2 separate regions of the Mus musculus genome follow, and region 2 is linked to region 1. A link is a contact called in public HiCAR-type data. All regions are on one chromosome and are shown on one strand. Each heading gives the region's core, a stretch centred on a gene start, on an enhancer-like site or on the middle of the called end of the contact. The rest is flanking DNA. Distances are from core to core; before and after follow the strand shown. Region 1 overlaps Map2k6 (mitogen-activated protein kinase kinase 6). Region 2 has its middle 120 kb from the start of Gm46301.

What was found. HiCAR-type assays count read pairs that join an accessible place to other places.
Region 2: a HiCAR-type map of astrocytes shows a contact between it and region 1, with 7 times the contacts expected there. The contact joins two enhancer-like sites. A contact is called at or near these places in 1 of 39 promoter capture datasets (hippocampal neurons) and 1 of 115 datasets of contacts at active chromatin or transcription factors (astrocytes).

The regions. Positions count from the first base shown.
Region 1 is chr11:110,413,679-110,418,980 of GRCm38.p6, forward strand. All of the region lies in intron 1 of Map2k6 (mitogen-activated protein kinase kinase 6), which reads left to right. Among named protein-coding and RNA genes, the nearest start is that of Map2k6, 17 kb to the left of the region's middle. Within about 2 kb of position 3,198, at least 13 of the 459 cell types and tissues checked have an H3K27ac peak or open chromatin away from gene starts, as enhancers often do. A contact at or near this core is called in astrocytes, where this site is marked.
Region 2 is chr11:112,981,935-112,987,188 of GRCm38.p6, forward strand. No RefSeq gene overlaps it. Among named protein-coding and RNA genes, the nearest start is that of Gm46301, 120 kb to the left of the region's middle. Within about 2 kb of position 1,562, at least 47 of the 459 cell types and tissues checked have an H3K27ac peak or open chromatin away from gene starts, as enhancers often do. A contact at or near this core is called in astrocytes, where this site is marked.

The sequences.
Region 1 (5,302 bases), core at 1,948-4,447:
TGAGACAATGGTTTTTATTGTTCTGGGCTCCCTGATTATCTGGCTAGGCTGGCTAGCCAAGGAGCTCCAGGGATCAGCTTGCCTCCACCTCTCCAGTGCCAGTCTTACAAGCATAGATCTCTACGATTGGCTTCTTTCTGTGGGTTCTGGGGATTGAGCCTCAGTCCTCATGCTTGCATAGTAACCACCCTTTCAGTTCTTGGAGCTCAGCCTTTCTAATGTTATGTGTCTAAGAGAAAGTCTCTGGTCAGTACTGAGGGTGGTAAGACTTGGAGGGCTCTGTCCTTCTTGGTTAGAGCATTACTGACCAGCTTAACCCCATCCTGTGTACCCTGTATAGTGCTCTGTGGATACAGAGACAGAGTCCTGTGTCTGCCCTCTAGAAGCCTATTTGTTGTCTTGTGGGATGCATTTGTATGTTAAGGCTGCTGGGACAAAGGATCACACGTTGGGTGGCCTGAACACTAGACAGTAAGTGTTTCCTAGATCTGGAGGTTGGAGGTCTGAAGTCAAGCTGGCAGTAGGTTTTGCTTCTGAGGGATAGGGCGGTGATCTGTGCCTCTCTCCTAGCTTCTGGTGGTTTATTGGCAAGCCTCCACCCTTCCTATGTAGACTCGCCACCCAGGTCTTTGCCCTCCGAGTCACAGGGTATTCTAACTTGTCTGTGTGTCTGGATTCAAAATGTTCCCCCCCCCCCCCGTTTTTTTTTTTTTTTTAAATAAGGAAACTAGTCATACTGGAACAGGGGCCCACCCGATTCCAGGGTGACATCATCTCAAGTAATGACATGCAACCACCCCATTTTCCAGTTAGGTCACATTCTGAGGTGTTGGTAGTTAGGGTTTCAGAGTATTAAATCTTGGAGAACACGGCTCAGCCTATGTATGACTTGGGGGAAACAAAGATGCCAGCGGACCTATGTTATGCTGTGTGATAAGCAGGTAAAGAACCGAACAGAATGCTTCAAGGTACTGATGAAATAAGGCTTGTGGGAGACGGGGAAGCCTGTCCGCAAGGGAAGGTGATTTTCTGTCATCGTAGAGGTTAAAGTGTGCTTCCCAGGAGAATAAGGAGATAAAACAGAGTCTCATTCGCTGGAGGCTGAGAACTTCTGCAATGGGATGTGTTAAGTTAGAAAACAAATGTGCACAAGCACGCGTGAACACACGCCATGTTGCCACCGATTCCCAGCGCTGGCGACTTATTAGTAGGGAGACTAATGAATCACTTTCTGGGGTTGCTATGGGCAACTCTGTGGTATAGACACAGGGGCGGGGTCTTAGGGGTTGAGGGAGAGGGCTTCCTTCCCATTGTAACAAGTGGCCATAGTCTCTGTGGAGCGAAGGTTGGGAAATGAGAGTCAGGTCTAAGCATCTGTAGCCAAGAGAAACTTATTTTTAGAAAATGCCTGCAAGCCTTAATAAAAAGGAGTACTGAAGTATTACCAAACTTTTGCAATATTGACTTTTTTGGGGGGGGTACTGGGGATAGAACCTTGCATGTGTGAGGCTAGGAGATGTCTATTGGCGTACAGACCCAGCCCTTGGCTATTAACAAAAGGCCTTTTAAGTTGTGTGTTGGTGTACATGTATGTAAACTAAGGAGCAGCTTCATCATGGTAACAGAATCTGGACGATCAGCATAAGAGTCATATGTTGGAATGCCAGGGGCTACTTCATGAGAAGAGCCAGTGAAGGAAGAAATGGTTGGTCATGGTGCTGATGGTTAATCACTGGGAAATAGCTTTGTTGTTGTTGTTGTTTTGGATGCATCTACTGTCCCACCGGCAGCTAATGGCCAGTCTGGAAGTCAGGTGGGCAACCTGGAGAATGTCCTGGGATGGGGGTGGGGGTGGGGAGTGAAGATTAAGTCCAAAGCTCATAAAATCATCACCTGTATCGTTGCACTTAAGGCTGCTATAGAATGAGGTCATCGGGAAAGAGGGCAGAGATGAGACAAATGAATGAACAGATATAATAAGAAGGCTGGAAGGAAATGCATGGAAAAGGGAAGGGAAGGGAAGGGAAGGGAAGGGAAGGGAAGGGAAGGGAAGGGAAGGGAAGGGAAGGGAAGGGAAGAAAAGGAAAGGAAAGGAAAGGAAAGGAAAGGAAAGGAAAGGAAAGGAAAGGAGGAAGGAAGCAAGCAAGCAACCAGTATGCCTGGCTAGACTTATATTTCAATTAGCTGTAATGTGGAGGTCATCTTGGGCTAGGTGAACCAAGCATCCAAAGAAGCCAGGCAGAAAGTTAGGGATGAAGTAAGTCATCGTGGAAAGGAAGGAAGACAGAATGGAGAAGCCAATCCAGAGCATTGAGCAGAGAGTAAAAGAGTCCAAGAAATCAGGCTAAGGTGTCAGGTGCATGGGCTGGAGAGCTCAGTGGTTAAGAGCACTGTTTCTTTCTCCAGAGGACCTGGGCTTGGTTTCTGTCTACCCACACTGTAGCTCTCAAGTGTCTGTAACTCCACTCCCAGGGGATCTGATGCCCTCTTCTGGCTGCTATCTCCAGGCAGGCACAGGGTAGGCAGATACACCCATATGCCAAGCACAAGTGCTTATGACATTCGAACCCTGTGCGTGAAGAGTGAGCCTCTACCTCACTCATCTCTTCCATTTTCAGAGCAAGTTGTTCTTCTGGCAATTGTGTGAAGATGTATTTAGGAGAAGCCTGAGGAGGCACCTACAGAAGGATATGCAGAAGAAAGAGCAACAGGGCTTGTTCCAGGCGAGCCCAGACTTATCTTCTATGCTGAGCACCTGTGCCCGGCCGGCTCTCCAAGTGGCTCCGGTGGAATCAAGGGCCAGCAGGAGGTTTTGAACCAGCTGCACTGTCAGCTCCTGAGGTTTAAGAAGCAACGCCTAGTGGGTTTTCCTCTCAGGTTAGAGAGTGCACACAACACATTCTAGAAAGTCTATCGAATACATATCAGGGTCTTGCAGAGAGGTTCAGATCCCCGGAGAGGTTTTAGCCCTTTCCAGACTGAGCGTCCACTCTGTGCTCTACGACAGACAGTTTATTTTCCTTAAGCACACAGAGCTTTGGGATAAGCTCCAATGCTTATAAAAGCCCAGGAAGTGGATGATGTTCCCATTTCATAAAGAAGGAAATTGGAAATCAACTGAATAGCTTGTCCTTCACCACACGTCAGTGTACGCGAAGCTGGCATCTGAATCCAGTTCATTTAAACCCCTCCCTGCCTGCTGCCTCTTTTCTCTTTTTGATTAAAACTAGGATCTTTAGTATGCTAGGCAAGCATTTTACTACCAGCCTACATTCCCAGCCCAAATCCTCTTAAATTCCAAAGTCCTCGCTTCTTTGTATGCCACGGGTATGCTAAAACAGTGGGGAGAGAATACCGTTATATGATCAGATGTGTGCCTGCTCTCACAGGTTATGGAGGAGGAAAATGCCATTAGGGGGATGGATGGCAAATGCTGGGATGGAGTAGATATGAGCCTTTCTGGAGCATGACAAGAAATGACTGTACCCATGTGTGTACTTGTGTGTATCTTGTCTTAGTGTCAAATAAAAAGGTCTCCATTTAGTGAGAATTTCACCGAGTCCAGTAGTAAGGGGCTCAGCTCAGCTGGGCCTGGGAGTGATTTGTTCTCTGACACACTCCCTCCTCCTTGCCCTCCTTCCTCCTTGCCTTCCCTCCTCCTTGCTCTCCCTCCTTCTTGCTTTCCTTCCTCCTTGCCCTCCCTCCTGCTTGACTCCCTCCTTCTTGTTCTCCCTCCTCCTTGCTTCCCTCCTCCTTGCCTTCCTTCCTCCTTGCCTCCCTCCTTCTTATTCGCCCTCCTCCTTGCCCTCCCTCCACAGAGTTCTCATTATGCCATTCTCTGGGATCATCTCTACCCTCTGCCTTCTGCATTGGACCAGAATTTGACACATAGGATTTTGTAGTTTCTTTCTTTCTTTTTTGCTTTTTTGGATTTTTTTTTCCAAGACAGGGTTTCTCTGTATAGCCCTGGCTGTCCTGGGACTCACTCTGTAGACCAGGCTGGCCTCAAACTCAGAAATCCGCCTGCCTCAGCCTCCCGAGGGCTGGGATTAAAGGCTGTGCCACCACTGCCCTGTAGTTTCTTTATTGGTGCCATGGTAAGTGGGTGGAAGTCCTGGGGATTGAACTTGGGTCTTTAGGCTTGGCAGCAGGCCCCTTTACCTGCTAAGTCATCTCACTGGCTCGCCTTTCTAGATTCTGTATTTACTATTCCTGGGCTACTTCTAGTATAGTCTGTGGTCTAAAATAGAATTCTGTATGTTTCAAAATTAATCCTCTAATGAGTGGCTGTTTGATTGTTCAGGTCTAGATCAAGTATTCTTCACAGTGCTCACAAATTATCAACACATATCACTGTCCACTTAGGGGTGTTGTAGAACCAGATCATCTGGGCAGTCAGGGGAGATGGGACAAGCCAATGAGGTGACTCAATAAACAGGGTGCAAGGAACTGCATGGGATACAATGAAAGCCACCAGCATGCCTGCTTAGACTTAAACTTTTTTTTGTTTTTGTTTTTTTGAGACAGGGTTTCTCTGTGTAGCCCTGGCTGTCCTGGGACTCACTTTGTAGACCAGGCTGGCCTCGAACTCAGAAATCCACCTGCCTCTGCCTCCCGAGTGCTGGGATTAAAGGCGCGCGCCACCACTGCCTGGCTCTAGACTTATACTTAGTTATCCATTTTACTAAAACTTGAGGGGATCTGAATAAGGCATCAGATGCCCTGGAATTAGAGCTAGAGATGACTTTGCGTCACTATTTGGGTGCTGAACCGTGGACCCCTGCAAAGAGTAAGAAGTGACTTTGTCTCTGAGCCATCTCCCCAGCCCCAACGTTTAGACTTACATTGAATGACATGGTGATAGCATTGTGAGCAGTGATGTTTTATATCATTCTTTTTATTGTGAGGTCGAATGTGTAGTAATATGTCTCGGCTACTGGAAAGGTATATTGCCTTAGACTGGCGCATATTTACTGTGTGTAGAAGAGACTGTGGGTACAGACCATCATTTATTGTGTCACCAGTCACCTTTGTATGGAGTCTACTCAGGTCACAAAATGAATATTAAAAAGGCTAGGGAGATGGCTTGCCTTGAAAGCATCAGATCCTGGGTTTGAGCCCTGGCACCTGGATGACAGAACCTGGCCTGGTGACACGTGCTCGCAATCCCACTAATGGGGAGTTGGAGACAGGAGTCTCTCTAGGGCTTGCTGGCCAGATGCCTTAGCCTTCTTGGCAAGGTCCAGGTCAGTGAGAGATGCTGTTTCAAACACCATTGATGGTGGCACCTGAAGAATGACAC
Region 2 (5,254 bases), core at 312-2,811, 2.6 Mb after region 1:
AGTCTTAAAAGACCAAAAATAAACCAATGAAAATAAAGCAGCTTGGGGGACATGGTGCGTGCAATCGGCGACCACGTCAGTGAGACACAGGGACACAGACACACCCTACACACAACCTCTGTGAGGGGTTCTGCCCTCCTCCACCTCTGGGAACACATTAAGAGGCTACTTCTCAGTTCTTGGAGGCACCCACAGTTTCTGGAGCCACAGGGGGTGATCCTTATCTGGCTCAGTGTCCGAATAGATTTCTTGTGGCCTGGGACCAGCTGGTTGCAGGACACAGCTGTGTAGATATCCACATTCAGCAGGGGACAGGGGAGTTGGCCTCTTGTCCAGAGAGCCTCAACGACCCCCCTCCCAACACACCTCCCAGAATCTGGCACTCCACAGCCCTTCTAATGAGCTGTCTCAGGGAGGGGGTGGCCACTTTCCACAATATTTTGGCCACTGCTTGTCCGTCTTTAGAATTCTGTCTTCAGTTTTCCATGTACGGAGTGCCGTCTGCCGTGACCTCTCTCTCGCTGCCATCTCTGACGGCTTCTCATGCGTGAAACATATGTTTGTTCATTATTTTGTTGTCCACAGCCTTCCCTCAAAAACCGTCCTGCCCGGGGCTCCCTCCCCAGACCCTTTACCCCCATGTCACACATATAATGAATGACCATCCCTTCAGACAACAAGGTTGAAAACTTGTGGTCTCCAAGGCAACAGGGCATCCTGTGGTGGGGGTCCCTTATCCAGCCAGTAAAGAGCTAGGAATAGAGAAGTGGGGGAGGTCCATGCAGAGATGATATCATTCCTAGAGCCTGGAAGCAGCCAATCCTCTGACAAAGACATGATGTCATCTCCCCCCAGGCCCACCCCCTTGTGCCTAGGTAGCCCCACTGGGAATTCTAGACAAGTATTGAACTGAAATTGTATTGCTGAGAGAGAAAAGGGGTGGGGGTGGCAGTGGAGAGAGAGAGAAAAAAATCTATGGACTTTCTGGATGGCCCAGGCAGACACGACAGTCTTCACTAACGGCAGCCCCATAAAAATGTCATCAGCTCAGGCTCTCCTGCATTACAACACAATGATTTCTTTGGGGAGAAGGAAAAAAATTAGCGAAGATTTATTTTGCAACCACACCCCCGCCTCTCTTGGAAGAGAAATACGAACCCACAACAAGTTGTGAATGAAGAATGTGCAGGTCACACACACACACACACACACACACACACACAGAGGCAGAGGACATTTCTGGATGGAACGGGCAGACGTGGACACACTCATGGACACATTCACTCACACCCAACTAAGCAGCTCTGGGCCCCCTCTCAGTTGCCACAAAGATGGAGAATAGCTGTAGGTCACCAGGGTAGGAGCCTGGTCTGAGGCAAAGCTGACTGGCCTAGTAGAGTGAGCCACTTGGGGAACGGGGAGTGGGGGAAGAGAGGGGAGTCTGTCCCCAAAACAATGACAGCATCTAGGGCTTGGTGCCAGGCTCCCAGGAGAAGCAAAAAAGCCTGGCTTTGGGGAGGGGTGTAAGCTCATTAGAGAGCCTACTGAAGTGTTGCCACCAGGCAAGGACAGGGGAGGGTGTGTGGCCTTCCGCTGCCAGCTTTCTCTGCTGACACTCAGAAGCAGGGCTGCCTAGAAACTGGCACACCAAAGCCTCTCCTCCAAGTGCTACAAATGTTCCCAGGAGTCTAGGACATGGGCTAATATGTCCAGTGGCTGTGACCAGGCCAGAGTTGTTCCTGCCTTGAACCACGCAGAAGAATCTAGTTCTTCCAACAGGGTCTTTCTGGCTCTCTGTGCCTTTGAAGAAACAAAGAAGCGAAGATTTCCATATCCCCCATGCCCACTCATGTTTTATAGATGTGGACACCAATTCCCAGAGAAGGGTCCAGCCCAAGAAGTAATAGTCAGTAAAGCTAAGGCTAGACCCAAGGCTGTCTCCATCCTCCTCTTCATTACCCAGGAGGACCCCAGGACACAGTATTAGCAACTAGCACCCGGGGGTGATAGGAGTTATCCATCTCCACTGACCAACCATCTTTGTGCTAAAAGACCACAATGTTAGAATGTGTTGATAAGCATGTCTATCTTCCATGTTCCTATAAATGACCAAGACAGGAGACTCACTGTAGACGTGGCTATGCACACACACACACACACACACACACACACACACACACACACACACGCACACACGCACACACGCATGTGCATGAACCACATATACCAAACACACACATATACACTGAATTATAGTCACAAACATCACTTGTCAATGGAAGGGGTAGAGGTCACAGAGAAGAGTTCAGTTACACAGACAATCAATAACCCCAACAAGTACGACACAAAGAAACAAATTTGTGCTTGTGCTTTGTTTCTTTGAGACCAGGTCTTACTATGCAGCCCAGGTTGGCCTCCAACCTGGGATCCTCCTGCCTCAGAACACTGAGATGAAGTTGGGATCCTGGTCCTAGACAAGGAAGGAAGCCAGAAGAGGTAGGATTTGACCACTTTACCAACCGGACGGCATTCCATTCAGTATAAAGCAGAATCCAGGCAATGGGTTGACATGGCAGGTGAGGCCGAATACCCCGTGCATTTTCTGTGATGCTGTTTTCAAGCTACATTTCATTTGGAAAAGTACATGACAAAGCAATGGCTTGGAGATGCTCCTTATTAACAGCCCATAGTGTTTACCGGTGTGAATGAGCAGTGTGGTCTGCACCCCTTAGGGACAAGTTACACGCCACATGGTCCTTTACCCCTCGTATTAGTTACTTTTAAATGCAGTGCCCAAACTCCCTATAAAAAGTCATTTAAGATATGTGTTTCTTCTGACTAACCACTCAAGGGGCTGATGCTATAACGGTGGAGATGGCAAAGCAGCAGGCAGAGGAGGCACCGTGACAGAAGCAGTCTTTCAGGGCTGCTTTTGGCTTGTGTGCCTTGAGGCAGGCTCTCACTATCTCTCAGATCCAGGACTGCCCCTTCTCTGGTCTCTTGAGTGATAAAATTGAAGTATATCAGTACACCTGACTCCCCTTCCCCCTTCAATAGACTATCATGAGGAGTAGAGATGTCTGACCCAGAAAATCCTTATGAATAGATAATGTGTGTCCTTGCTGATGTGCAACATAAGTGATATTGTGTCCTTTGGACGAACAAGGTACCATGTGTCCCACAGTGATGATGGCGATGCCCAAGACTTTCTCCCCATGTCCTTACTAATATTAGCTGCTTTTTGTAGGGTTTATAACACTCACTGTAAATAATAAGTAGCTCGAGAGAACACATATTAGGATGCCGTGAATCTTTTGCTCACTACCAGTGTCTCAACTCTAGATTTATACCCAGTGGGGATCATCATCACCTGATTCAACATTCATACGATTATAAATGTTTTTCCAGCTCTAGAATCCCTCCTATACTGACATTTCAGCCCTCAGAATTCAGTTAACAAATGCCTACTGTACCGATCGATTATCTGCTGTTTGCAGTGAGCAAAGTCCTAACAGGAGGCCACTGAAAGAAGGAAGGGTCTTTGGGGCTTACAGTCCAAGAGACAAAAGCCATCGTGGAGAGAAAGCCTTGGTAGCAAGAGGTGGGAGGCTGCTTGACATGTGACATCTGCAGTCCCAAAGCAGAGAGTGCACAGGAAAAGTGGGACCATTCTATAAAACCTCAGAGCCCATCTACCTCCGGTGAACCACTTCTAGAGAGACTCCACCTCCTTCACAAATAGTACCGCCAGCTGGGGACATAGAGTTCAAACATGTGAGCTTATGAGGGACAGTTTATATTCAAGTCACAATACCAACCCTTTATGTGTCTGTCCTGCTGTCATTTAACTGTCTGTCTGTCATTAATCAATTTATCTATCTGCCTGCCTGCTTGTCTGTCTGTCTGTCTATCCATTCACCTGTCATCTAACTGCCTATTCATTTATCCAATTGCCACGTACTTTTGACTCCCTATTATTAATGTCATGTGAAGTTATACTGGTGTTCAAATGTGCAGTGGATGTAGCCAGCAGCAACACCTTCAAATTGTCTCTTGCCACCCAAGTTGGGTCCTCATATCAAAATTAATCTCCTAAAATTCCACATCGCTCTTGTAAATTAAATACAAATGACCTCATGAATACACTGGGAGTCCCCATGGGACCAATGAGGGAGCCCACGCATCCGGAAGGACCAGCGTTTGAAGGATGCAGAGGGAGCTTCCGGTGGCTCTTCCCACCACGTGGGCAGTGATTCGGTTTCACATGGGAGCTGGTGAGCCCTTTGCAGAACGAACACAAGAACAGAAGAAACACAGGCCTTCAGGAACACACAGGGACCTCTAGAAAGACATTCTTGGATGGCATGAGTGTGCCTTGGCCTCTTGGAACTGAGAGTCGAGGATCTGGAAACACCAGGCTCTAAATACCACATTCTTGACATTTTTGTGGATTTTGGTGCAGTTTTTAACAGCCTCAATTCAAGGGGCCTTATTACCATCCTCATTTTTGGCAACAGACACTCTAGCTCTTTGCTGTGTGCCCTGGTGCCCCATGCAGATCTCACAGAGAACACTGGAGATAGTGACTCCAAAGGCTCCAAAAAGCCACAGACTTACCTAAGGTGTTGCACCTCTGTACATATGAGGTAACCTCTGGCATAGGAGGTAACCTTGCCTCCTCTTGGAAAAAATGACATACTTCCAGGCCCCTCTTTTGCCTCAGGTTAGTTAGTTATTTGATATATTTAGCAGCGTGCCCATAGAGGGTCCCACCTCTCTCTGGGCTAGTTACACTGACGAAGACACATGAATGATGCTGAATCCCACAGCAAGTAACACACCTTGCTTTGTGTCCTGGTCCTGTATGTGCCAGAAGCCAACCTTAGAGCAGTAGTCCAAGGTAAAACTACAGCTCTGTGCAGTGGCCCCAACCCAATACTCCTGCTATCCTCACCAGGAGAGGTTAGGATGGATATGTGTGAGCACAGAGAGGTGACATTTCGATAAGGTGGTGGGCAGTCAGCAAGGGAAGAAGAGGAGAGGCCTCAGAAGAGACCAACTCTGCTGACCCTCTCTATTCCGGCCTTCAGAACTGGGAGAGGCCAACGCCCATCGTTTAAGCTGAAGCCTGCAGAGTTTTGCTAGAGCAACTGGCAAAGAAATTGCTATTGCTTTCCTATTCCTCCCGCATAGTTGTCTTCCCTTCTCTTGCTCTTCCTCTCCCTCTCCTTTGTCATATTGAGCTTAGGGTTCC